2 separate regions of the Anser cygnoides genome follow, and region 1 is linked to region 2. Evidence: chromatin contacts called from public Hi-C data. All regions are on one chromosome and are shown on one strand. The core of a region is the stretch at or near the end of the contact, and the rest is flanking DNA. Distances in the headings are between cores, read along the strand shown. Region 1 holds the start of NR3C2 (nuclear receptor subfamily 3 group C member 2). Region 2 holds the start of PRMT9 (protein arginine methyltransferase 9).

Region 1 (5,951 bases), core at 2,812-5,311, 360 kb before region 2:
TAGAGTGATTAAATAATTTCCTCCAATTTGCATTTGATATGTTTATTAAGTGCTGGAGGGTGTTCTTTGCTCTCTTATTTTTACTGCTGTTAAACACAATGTCTGGATTTTTGGCATAGGTGCAGTACTATTATGGTTACTACAAAATTTTAATCAGATTACGGTATGAGTTACCATTTGATACTGTACGAATGCCAGTAGGTAGTAGATAAATATTAAGATACAATTAGCTGCCACTACCTTTTATTGTTGGAATTCATTAATATCGAGGTAAGTCTGAGTTCTATGGCAGTGACAATGTTTCTAGTGTGCTGCTTTTTACAGGTTGTAGTTTCGAACAATAGCGCAGGTAGTAAACAAGCTAGAAGATGAATATAAACAACATAAATAGATACAGCAATGTTAAAGCTACAAAAAATATAAATTCCTGCCTGTTATTACCTGTGCTTCATTTACCCTACCATTGTCAACGGGACCCATGATTCAAGACATATAATTCCTTGTGAGACGTTTTCATTTTGAACCAGATGAAACAATCAGTGCTGATCATCAATAAAAACTGTGATTTTAAACGTATTGGAAATCTGTGCTTTCAAGTGCATGTCTTGGCCCTTTACATAAGCAAGTGGTTGCTAAAGCCAATATGCATTAGAAATGCAATTGTACTATACTTAGATGTGGTTCAACCATGGTTATAACATGGGCCATTAAGAAGCATTAAAAATTAAAAAAAAAAAAAAAAAAGAGAGAGAGAGAGAGGAAAAAAAGAGAGAGAGAGAGAAAAAAAAAAAGGAAAGGAAAGAAAAGAAAGGATCCAGGTTAAAAGGGAAAATGTTCTGTTGCTCAGCTAAAAGACTTAACTATAATTAGAAAATAAAATTGTTCAAAATTAGTCCAAACAGATAAAATATTGATGTCTGGGAGAACATGAGCATGCCATACAGAAAACACATTTACTTACATTTTCCCAGGGCTTGTAAAGCGTTCTCAAGACTTTTGCTCAGGAAGATGGGATGCCATTAACTGGGGGGTTAGGGGAGGCTGTAGGCTCCTCTCTCAGAAAACTCGCACCTGTTGAACAGGGAAAGTAACCCCTGCCCTGTCATGCCCACCATTTCCCCAGGTTAGCAGCGGTCTTCCCAAAATGTTACCTCCCAGTCAGCTATAGTAATCAAAAGCATGCGAGGCAAATAGCCTAAAACGTAAATCTCCGGTGCGTAACATCAGTTAAAGGACTTAGATATTTGCCCATGTGGTCGCCTGCTTTCCGAGGCTGGAGCTGGAGTGCAGTGGGAAATGCCCAGCTGCCTTAGTTGGAAGCGACTCAAAACTTCATCCGCTTTGGTTCAGTTCTCAAAATAGGGCACATGACCTCTAAGCGAGACAGTACAGTAGGCTGCTTTTACAACGCACCGCTGCTCCTGCAGCCCCTGATACAAATTCGCTCACTTTCCCAAGCTTGGGAGGAGGTAAGATTTGACACTCGCCGAGCTCCAGCCTTATCTTGTTTAGTAATGCATTATCCACAGCAAATTTGCCACTATCTTTAGGAGCAGAGATGACATCTGCTACAGAGTGGCTTACACTTGTCTGTCTGCTGCTTTCAGTGCCACGTGTCTGACATGAGTTAACCTCGTCTAAAATACAAGGCGAGGGAAGAGAATTGCTCGTCGGAGGTGTCCACGCTGTTCCTCTTGACCTACTTGGAAAACCACGACTGAAACTCTTTGCATTTTCCCCATCATGACACAGCTGCAGAAGGCAGCAAGGGGATCACTTTGAGCAGAATTCAAAACACGATATATATATATATATATATACATATACACACATTTGTATGTGCTTAAACAGCATTATTTCCAAACCTCACAGATTCCGTGTGTTATTTTATTGAGCCCACTGTAGGTCCTTTTTTTTTTTTTTTTTTTTTATGGAATTGGCACAATGAGAAAAGATAGCCTTTTTCTTTTGTCAGATAGAGATCCAAATTGCATTTTATAATCTGACAATCATGTAGTTTGATTTTTTAAATAAAACAGATAATCTCCCTTCCCCGTTCAAGATGAGATCTTAGTTGTTAGTGACAGCTGTTAAAATGCTGCTAAAAATAGATCTAGTGTCAACCACTAAAAAGCTAAGTGCTCCTGTGAACCACAAGCAGAAAACAAATGAGGTTTCTACTGAATTTGTGGAAAATCTGTGAGCATCGTGAGCATCTTGCATGTGCTGGGAAGGGTGCTTTATCCTTCCAGCAGCCATCTCTGGGTGTAACACAATGGGAAAAAAAAAATCAAACATTTGGTATATTGGATTTATTCCCTAAACTTTATTTTCACTCTCCTTTCTGCTCATCAGCAATAATAATAATCATGCCACACTAAGGCTGAGACTGCCTCCAAGCATTTCAGATGCCTTTTTCATTTACACCTTTGCCCTGAAAAAAAAAGAAAAATAAATAAATCAAGCACACAAGAATAGCAGGAAGAGTAAGACAAAAGAAGCGCAACCCATCAGTCAAACACCCCGCTCCTATAAATTGCCATAAGGTAATTGTGCTCAGCACGGCAGCTCTCAGAGCAGCCGAGGTGCTCGGGTGCTTTTGGCACCCCTGGGATTTGCTTTGCGCGGAGTTGTGGGGAACTTTCCTCTGCCCTGGGACTGCAGCTTCCACGCCACCGGGGGCAGCTCTGCCGGATTAATAAATGATCTGTGTTCCAAAGCAGCTGTATGACACGAAAGGAGTAAAAGGAGAGAGAAGAGAATTGTTCGCATTCTGTGTTATAATACGTCTCGGTAGGTTCCTCCTTTTTAGCTACATTCTGGCTAAAAATAGAGCGCTAGTGTAGGCACAGTGAAATATGATTTGCTTCCAATAATATAGCAAACTAATTGTGAAATTAAGCTACTGAATGCGCTGTTATCTCGAAGTCTGGCCTTAGCAGCACTTTATGCTTCCCTATTTAACATTTATCAAGTTACCCGCAAACTTTGACGGATGCAAACAACAGCTGATAAAATAATCGCCTTTTTTAAGGCCCCGGTCCTACCGAGGCTTTGGCACAGGTAGAGATCCCTCTCCGCGAGCGGTCCTTTTGCATGTTTAAACACTTCACCGAGGGTATTAAAACACGGCCAACTTGCCCTCCCTCCGACGCTTCATTTTTTTTTAAAGATGCTTCAACGAAGAGACATTTAAAGCCCCGAACTTCAAAATAATCGGCATTCAGACATCGTAGCCACAAGCGAAATATTAATTTAAGAACCCGTATCGATGTTAGCGCTTTTTAGTTATTTTTTTTTTTTTATTAACGGGGAAACGTTTTTTTTTACGTGCACATTTTTCACATTTTTTTACGAAATCGGGACGGATTCGGTGCTGCCCGGGCTGACCCCGAGGGCACGCCGCTAGGGGGGGGACAAGGAAAGGGGGGTCCCCGCGTTTGCCGGCAGCCCGGCGGAGGGGGGGAACCGAGCGCGGCGGGGGGGGGGGGGGGGGGGGGGGGGGGGGCTCCTCCGCCGCCGCCACCGCCACCGCCTCCGGGGCCGGGAGAGCCGCTCGGCCGGGGGAAGGGCGCGGGGAGACACTCCTCCTCCCCCGCCGCCCGCCCTGCCTCCCCGCCGCCCGCCCTCCTTCCCTTCCTCCGGCGGCTCCGCGAACCAGGAACCGCGGCGGCGGCGGCGGCGGGCTCCGTGCGTGAGAAACCCCGCGGCGCCGCTCCGCCGGGAGCCGCCGGCAGCCGCCGGGAGCCGCCGAGTGCCGTCGGGCCGGCCGGGCGGCCCGGGAGGGGGCGGCGCGGCCGCCGGGCGCTGCGAGGGGCCGGGCAGCACCGGGGAGAGGGGGGGGGAGGAAAAAGTTTACACCCTCGCCACTCTCCTCCCTCCTCTTCCTTGGTGGCGCAGATGGGAGTTTTACCTGGAATGACATAAGTTTGGCTTTTTTTTTTTTCTCCCCTCCCGTGGCTTTTTTATTTTTTTCTTTGAGGGTGTCTCTCTCCCTCCCCCGTCCCCCCCCACCACTTTTTTTTTTTTTTCTCTCCTTTCCTCGAACCCCCCGCCCCCCTTCCCCGCTCCTGGATCCACCCCCCGCTCCCCTCCGCCGGCGGGCGAGGGTGTGACCCGCGGGAACACCCACCCACCTAGGCGTCCATGGTGGGAGCTGTCCGCCCGGCCGCGCCGAGCCCAGCCGAGCCGCTCCGAGGGCACCCCGCCGCCTGCCGCAGCCCCGCTCCCACCATTTCCCTCCGCACACTTTTTTTTTTTTCTCTCCCCCCTCCCTCTTTCCCCCCCCCCCCCCTTTTTCTTTTTTTTCTCTCCCCGGTGCCGGTGCAGGCTCGCTGCCGGATGGTTCTCTGGCAGTAGCCGGGGGCCGTGCCTCCTCCCGCCGCGCCACCATGTCGTAGAGGAGGTGAGTGCGGCGCGGACCCTGCGCGGGGCGCGGAGCGGGGCGCCGGGGGCCGGCCGGGCGGCTGCCACCCGAGCCGGCTGATCCAGGTCACGGCCGGTCCCGTCCCCGGCGGGGAAAACTTCGCAGGAAGGGCACGGCCATTGCTCGCCGGGGGAAGCGCGGAGGCAGCCCCGCGGGTCTCACCGCCTCCTCCTCGTCCTCCTCGGCCGGTGCCCGATTTCGGGGCACGGCGCGGAGATGGGCGAGGCACGTGAGCCCCGAGCCCGGCCGTGGTCGCGCCTTCGCCGCCGCTACCGAGGGCGAGCGGAGTTCCTCGCTGCTCTCAGGGGATGCGCGGGGGATGCGAGCCGGGGCCGAGGTGCGCGCAGCCCCGCGGCGATGCGCGGCCCCCGCCGCCGGCTCCGGGCGGGACGCGGGGGCGCGGAGCCCTCCTCGGGGGGCGCGGGCCGGGGGCGAGGGCTCGCGGAGCGAGTTGGGACCGCGGGCTCAAAGTTTGCTGGGCGCTCCTTGGTTTTTTTTTTTTTTTCGTTTTTTTTTTTTTTCTCTCTGTTTTCCCCGCTTCTCCCCGGTAAGGGGGCACGCAGCCCGCGGGACGCCGTGCCGGTGCCGGCAGCCCCTCGCCGGCGGAGCGCGGCGGGACGAGCCCGGCGGCATGCAGAGGACGAGTCCTTGAACCTCGGCGCTTTTTTTTTTTTTCCCCTTTTTCCCTTTTTTTTTTTTCCCCCCTCCCTTTTAACCCATCCCCGCACCGGCTCTGCATGCATATTCATGCGCTGCCGACAAACGCGGAAATCCAGGGCCGGTGCAGAGGCGATGCCCGGCCCTGCGGGCACCGGGCGGGGGCGGCCGCGCCCCGCGCACCTCCACCTGCCCGCGGGGGGCCGCCCCGCGCCCCCGCCCCGCGGCGCCCCCCGGGGGCGCGGCTCCGCGCGGGGGGACGGCTCCGGCGGGGGCCGCGGCGGCCCCTGCGGCTTTAAGGAGCCGCGCCGCGCCGCCTGTGTCGCAGCAACTTTGTATCAGTCATGTCGCCCGGCGGCTGAGTGACGGCGCCGGCCGGCCAATGGGGAGGCGGGCAGGCCCCCGCCGCGCGGTGGGCGGCCAATGGGGGCGCGCGGCGGGCGGGACGTCAACTTGAATTTATCTGGGCATGTGACATGTTTTTAAAGGACTTGGCACCTGGGACCGTCCCCTCCCGGCTGCCGCGCCGTGTCACCGGGCGGCGCGCTGCGCCTCGGCCGGCCGGGCAGCGGCAGGGGCCGGGGCAGGCACCGGCACCGGCACCGGGTCAGGCACCGGGGCAGGCAGCGGGGCCGGGGGAGCCGCCCCGCCCCGCTCCGCCCTCGCTCCCTCCTGGCAGGAGGAGGCGCCCCGCCGCAACAGGTACCGAACCCGGGGGGCTCGGCCGGCCGCGGGACCCCCGGGACAGCGCGGCCGCGGGCTGTGAGGGGAGCAGCCCCGGCGGGGAGGTTTGGGGGGGTTTGGGTTTTGGTGGCGCCCTGGCCGCCGGGCTTCCCGGCGGGGTAGGAGCGCAAATGGCCGCCCTCGG
Region 2 (6,322 bases), core at 3,056-5,555:
CGGCTGCGAGCCCCGCGGCGCTGAGGCGGGAGCCGCGGCCACAAAGAGCGGGCGGCTCCGGCGGCTCCCCCCGCGCAGGGCTGGGCGCGGGCAGCGACGAGACGGCCTCCCCGCTGCCAGGGGCGGCGCTGAGGGAAGCGAGAGGAGGGGAGAGGAGGCGGCCCGCTCCCGGCCGGCCCGGCCCACAGGGCGGCCGGCTGCCGCGGCACCCTGTGAGGGTGCGACCCTGCCCGACCTGCAGGGGGGCCCTCTCAGCTAGAGGGGCGCCGCTGGCAGGGAGAACAAATCCTGTAGCGAGACCCTAAGGAGATCACTCCACACCTGAATGTGGAACTGTTTCATTGTCTGAAAGGACCACAGGCTGGAAGGTGGTGCCGAGGGAAGACCCTGAACACCCAACCTTGCAAGAAAGTGTCCCGACCGCTACATCACCTTGCCTGCTATGTCTATTTTCTAAACTTATTTAACTGAGAAGTCACTATGCTACACAGAACTATGTTTAAAAGAAAATTAAAATCCACCTTAAAAAATAACAAACAGTTCTTATCTCTGTTTACATTATTGGAGCAGCATTTCAAGAGCAAATATGGTTTCCATGAATAGTTTGTTTACTTTGTCCTGTGCTTGTCTTCAGGATGAAATTTAGAATATTTGTCACGCTTGTTTATACTTACTGCAGTTCTCCTATTATTCCACTGAAACGTTGTAAAGTAATCGGGTTGCGTACATCGCATGAAGTTACTTGAATTCAAATTTTAAAAACATTATGTTTACATAAAGCAAGGAAGCAAATCCACCATTCTGTTGAAATTCTGCACTGTTGATCCAGTGTTGTTATCAAGACAACACACTGGATTCCTAGCACCTACAGAAAAAGATTAAATGTGTTTTCTAAAACCTGACCCACCAATTCAAAACACTGTCTGAGCCCAAAATGACAGAATTATGATTAAAAAAGAGAAAGGGAGAAGACGTGAGGAGAAATAATAAACCATTAAATTAAATGGGCAAAAACTGCATATTTAATGAGCAATTAAAGGAGCTGAACTTTTTTTGCTAATTAAGGCTAGAAGTGTTTTTATATCAGCAGTTTAGAACATTCTCCCTTCTTCTGCCATTCTCTAATCAAGGTCATCAAATTCTACAGCCTTCTTGTAGCTTCATTTAAAAGACTAACACAGCTTGACTACATGAAGTTCTGGCAACGTTCTGTCCTTGTGCTATTATTTATCTTTGCTGTGGCTATTTGCCCTTGATAATCATTGCAAGTGTAGTTTTATGAAACACCCTCTTCAAGTTATTTTATACAATAGGCATATACTATCAAGGTGTTTGTTTTGTTCTTCCTTATCTTTCTTATGCTCTTGAATGATCACTTCAAAATGCTGATTTTCATGAAAGACACTGTTATTTGTTCTCCTGTGGCTGGTTCTGTCTCCAATCTGTATGCTATGGAGAGATGAGTTAGGGATTAGTAATTTTAACTTGCAGCTTTATTGATGGTTTATTACAGAGCATTGATATCAGCTTCCACCATTTGAAACATGCAGCTGTGTTGAGTTGTTGAAAACACTGACGAAAACAGCAGCAGCAACTACATCCTTCCAAGGTATTGTAGTTTTGTCTCCTAAGCACTTTTACCTCAGGAGGAAAGCCCTATCCTGGGCTACAGTTTACACTGTTTCATTCTAACTCCCACCTTGCATTATATTAGTAGCTTAATGCATATGCAAGGTACTACTAGGCTGCATACTCCTCTCATACATCAGGTTTGCAAATAGAAGTGGACTAATGTCTGACTACCCATGATGCAGACCAACATTATTTAATCTACTGTCAACTAATCTGAATGTTATTACAGCAATCACATACGTAGCTGGTAAGATGGGCATTCTTTTCAGGCATTCCTTTGTAACACAAACTCTACACAATGAATTATCTTAGTATGCAGCTGTACGCAAACATTATATTCTGTGGCCATTTTTTTTTCTCTGAAGTATTCCATCAAGATGTACAAAGTGAGTATGGAATTAAAAAAACCTCTCCAGCCTTTGAACTGAACTGACTCATCCAAACTGCAAGGATTTGACTTTGACAGTTTTTAGTAATCTCCCACAAATGTAACAGTGTGAAATATCAATGTAAATTGTGTCAAATTAGCACATAGTACTTGATTTATATTTAAAAATAAGCACTATAAGATATTTATGCTATGCATCTGGTACTTTCTCTGGTCTAAAAACACAGCTGAACAGGTTTAGAAAATGATTGAGCTACCAAGTTCCTGGCCCATCACAGTATTCAGGACAGTCCAACTCCTGTTACACCTCACTGTCCACAGGTGATAATCACCTGTACTATGCCCTCATGTTCCCACTATGTCCCACAGATGTTAATGATTGTCTTTCTCCCCATGCTATCCTCCTGTAGTTGGAAAGCATAATTAAGCTAAATTCAGAGAAGCTTTTTCCCCATCTGTAACTAATTTAAAGTTCATTGCTTTACTTTCAAAATTGAAGGGCTAGGTCTGTTTATACCAGTTGATTTAATAAGATATTAAATTTTGCTTTATAGCTCAGTTTAGATAAGAAATATTTGATACACTCTGATGATAATATTTGTACATCCTCTTAGAATTTCTTCAGCCCAAGTTCTTCACCAGTTCTTTTGTGCTTTCTGGCAATGTCTTTCCTACGTGGAAACTGATTGTAACATCATTCAACTACTTGTCCTCAGTGCTGTCCTTTGGGACACTTCACTCAAAATGTGTGTAGGCTTATCTCCCACTTACAGTAGTCTAGGATAGTAATTGTTTGCCATAGATTATGGTTTTAACTGCCACTGTTTCTTTTAGACTAACTTTCCCCTCCATATGTACTACTTTCACCTTGTTCAAAATGCTGGCAAGGCATTTTTAAATGGTACTAATTTGTTTCTAAAAAGTGAAGGCATCTACGATATTCAGAGCTTTAAAGCACTGGGAGAGCTGTATTCATGCTTTAGAGAAGGGAAGCAATGATAAACAGCTTCATGTTTCAACGTTTCATGATTAATAAAGAGTGCCATAGCCTGTTCTTGTCCCAGAAAGTGGTTAAGACCAAATGAACACTGCCTTTTGGAAATAAAATCGCTCCAGGGCCTTGCATGTGGTTGATCTGAGGAGGAGGCAGCCTGCCATGTCCCACAGTGCAAGTCAAGTGATGCCATAGGCATAGAAGGGAGCAAGATAAGGCACTGAGGAATGGGAGCAAAGGTCTGAATTTTGCTCCTCTGTTAACGTAGAGCAGAGTCAAAGGCCTAAGACAACTTGGACTTGTTTATGACTTAAAAATAGGTGGTATGAATTTTTTTCCTCTAATGTCATTCTCCAGACTTATCAATAACGTAATTCAAATTAAATATTACAAACACCATAACTGCAGTTCAATTATAGGTGGTGCCTGCACAGCACGTGGTTGTTACACTGCATGATATAAACATTTAAGGTAGTAGGCTCTTACATGTAGAGCAGGTCTGAGTAATGTTGAATAGCAAGGGACTGGATTTAACAGTGCTGTAGGCCACTTCTAGCCCTGTGTCCCTATGACCTGAATTTCAAATTTTAAACATTGGATGTGGATGGCAAAATAACTTGGACAATATACATATATGTACATGTATATGCACATGTACCTATATATATGGCAGAGGGAGAGGGACAAGCAGAGTTATCCATAGGTTTGTGCTTGGCACGCCCTGCCAATAAGCAGTCAGAATCCACACAAAGAAGCAATAAGGAAATTTTAAGGAACAGTTTCTGATCAAAATGTTTTGAAGTTTCACCTCAAAAGTAATAAGCTAAATTGGCATTAAAAAACAGATTTTTGGTTTTAGTTTTCTCAAGCCTTTTTCTTACTAATAATTATGAATTTTTGCCTGGCCTCCTTGTCAGCTTACAAAGCATTAGTTTTTCTGTAATGCCAGTTTCTAGCGTTCTCATTTTTTCTTGGGTTCTTCAATATGTTCTGCCTATCAGTTGTTCCTTGACGTAAATGAAAAATAAAGTGAATGCCTACACCTTAAAATTGTAAGGAGAAGCCTGAAAAAAAAAAACACGCACTTTTTTTTCCTCATAAATTAAACAGAAATAAAGATGAAGCAAACGGATTTCTCAATCTCGTGAAGCAGAAGAGTTGCTCAATCCTGCGGCGTGTAACTGGGTTTTGCGGTTGGCGAGCACCCTGCCTCGCCGCCCTCCGACGCCTCGCACCTCCCTCCTTCCTCCAGCGGGCCTGAGGCAAGTGGGGCGTGGAGCTGCCCACCGCCATCTTAGGGGGCGGCCACCAAGTACGCAGCGGGGCGGGCGGGGCGCTGGCACGTCTGTGCGCCGCCTGCCGCTGGATCCTAAGATGGCGGCGGTGTGCGGCGTGCCTGGCGGCTGTTGGGGAGCGGCGGCTGGCACCGAGCAGGTGATGGCCCCGGGAGCGCCCAGCCCGGCCACAAGGGACGGGTTTCTTCCTTCCCCGCTGCTCCCTGCCCGCTGGGGTGGTGGCCCTGAGGCTCGCTCCGCCAGCCCGGCGGTGGTGAGGCCTGCGAGGCCTGCCTGTGAGGGCTGGCTGCCCTGTTCTTGCTGCCCTCCGGGCCCCCAAAGCCGTGCGGCAGGCGGGTTTGCTCGGCCCCGGCTGGTTTTGCGTGTTGCCTTGTAAGTTGGTGGCGGTTGCTTCTTATGCGGCCGGTGCTTTTTTTTTTTTTTTTTTTTATTAAGCAAGCTGTTAGGGTGATGCTGTGTTTCTTGCGGTTCCTCTTTATGTAACGTTCGCTCTCTTCAGCTTTAGGATATATCTGAAAATCCTGAAGGCACTATTAGGCCCTTGTACGTAGGTAAGCATTACAAGTTTAAGTGTTAACAGTTATCAAAGGGTGTGTATTGATTCTGTTAACTGACGTCTTCATGAGGGAAAGAAATAAGCGTGTTATCTCATGTAAAGTAAATTGGGAGCTTGCTAGCTCTCTATCTGGAAGCCCTTGGTTTATGGGGATGCTATTACTGAAGTGGAAGAGTCTTAACCTGAAGATTTTATGGTTGATATGAAAACTATGAATGTGTGAGTTTCTGGTATGCAAAACTACTTAGAGATATGCCAAAACACACATTACAAAAATTAGTTTCTGAAAAGGAAAGAAATGCAAGCTGTTTGTAGGATCTAGTATAATGCAAGTACAATTGATACCTAAGTTTTGCATGGTGAATACTTACTTTAAAGTTTATGGATACGTCAAGGGTGTAAAGATGAGAATGTTTCTGAATGCTTAGGATTTGGGGGAAGAGTTCTCGATACCTGTGAGTTCTTAGTAAGTAGCTTGGTCTGCTAGTTTTGTGCATAACCTTTTTGCCTACAGAACATGTAACTTGTTTGTTTTAGGAAGAGCTAGTACCTCCATCCTTCAGAATGCCCAACTCCAATGCTAAACTTCGTCGGAGCCCCAGAAGTGGTCAGGAAGCTGGCAGGCGGGAGTTGGTTTCCCGATCTTTGCAGAGTGCTGAGCATTGCCTGGAGGACCAGGATTACGGAACTGCATATGCTCACTATCTTCTGGTACTGAATTTAGCTCCTGAGTTAAAGACCAGTGTCAAAGTAAGTGCTCTTTGATTTTCTCTTGAGGCTACGTAACATGTTCTGTGCCTGTGACTTTTTGTTTGTAATTGATCTTCCTACTCAGTCTTCTAAAAGAAGAAAAATAGTAACAGAGACAGCAACTTGTTTAATGAGTTGTATGTTTCTGTGGGAAGAAAATTGCACTTCTAGTGCAGTATGTGTCAACTAAGTTCAATAAAGATAATCCCTTGTTATTATTGGCTTGTAGTACAGCATAGCATGCAGTAGTATACGTGCTGGCTCTTAGTATAATGTTGCTGGGTGATGATATTCAGTGTGGATATTTGAGAGCTTACTTTAGCTTCTTCAAGTGATAAGTGTTGTCCCAAGTAACTTGGGAAAATACTGAGCATTGCATGCTGCTCCTTAAGGGAAAGAAGTGTGTTCAGGTGCATGTCAGGATGTTTCTGGTAACTATTGTCAACTCAATGGTCTGTGTTTTATTTTCTAGGAAACGTTTCAGTTTACTCTCTTTAAATGGGCAGAAGAACTAGATTCTCTAGCACGGATTCAAGATCTGTTTAACTGTTATGAACAGGCTCTTGAACTGTATCCGAATGATGAAGTGATATGTAATAGTATGGGAGAACATCTTTTCAGGTTTGTAGTGATCTATATTCAGCTTTTGTAAAGCTTACTTTAATATTATATGTTAATAAAGAATACCAAATTCATCAGAGCACATA

Evidence for each region. Hi-C and Micro-C count contacts between places; a contact is called where the count stands out from the background.
Region 1: a Hi-C map of liver shows a contact between it and region 2, with 10 times the contacts expected there. The contact joins the promoter of NR3C2 here to the promoter of PRMT9 in region 2. A contact is called at or near these places in 2 of 7 Hi-C or Micro-C datasets (both in liver).

The regions. Positions count from the first base shown.
Region 1 is chr4:45,770,114-45,776,064 of Taihu_goose_T2T_genome, reverse strand. NR3C2 (nuclear receptor subfamily 3 group C member 2) reads left to right here and starts at 4,061. Exons shown (of 9, transcript XM_048071804.2): 1 at 4,061-4,405.
Region 2 is chr4:45,413,963-45,420,284 of Taihu_goose_T2T_genome, reverse strand. It overlaps PRMT9 (protein arginine methyltransferase 9), which reads left to right and starts at 4,305. Exons shown (of 14, transcript XM_048071807.2): 1 at 4,305-4,448; 2 at 4,809-4,860; 3 at 5,403-5,615; 4 at 6,088-6,236. The coding sequence starts at 5,430. ARHGAP10 (Rho GTPase activating protein 10) reads right to left here and starts at 124. Exons shown (of 24, transcript XR_010831131.1): 1 at 1-124.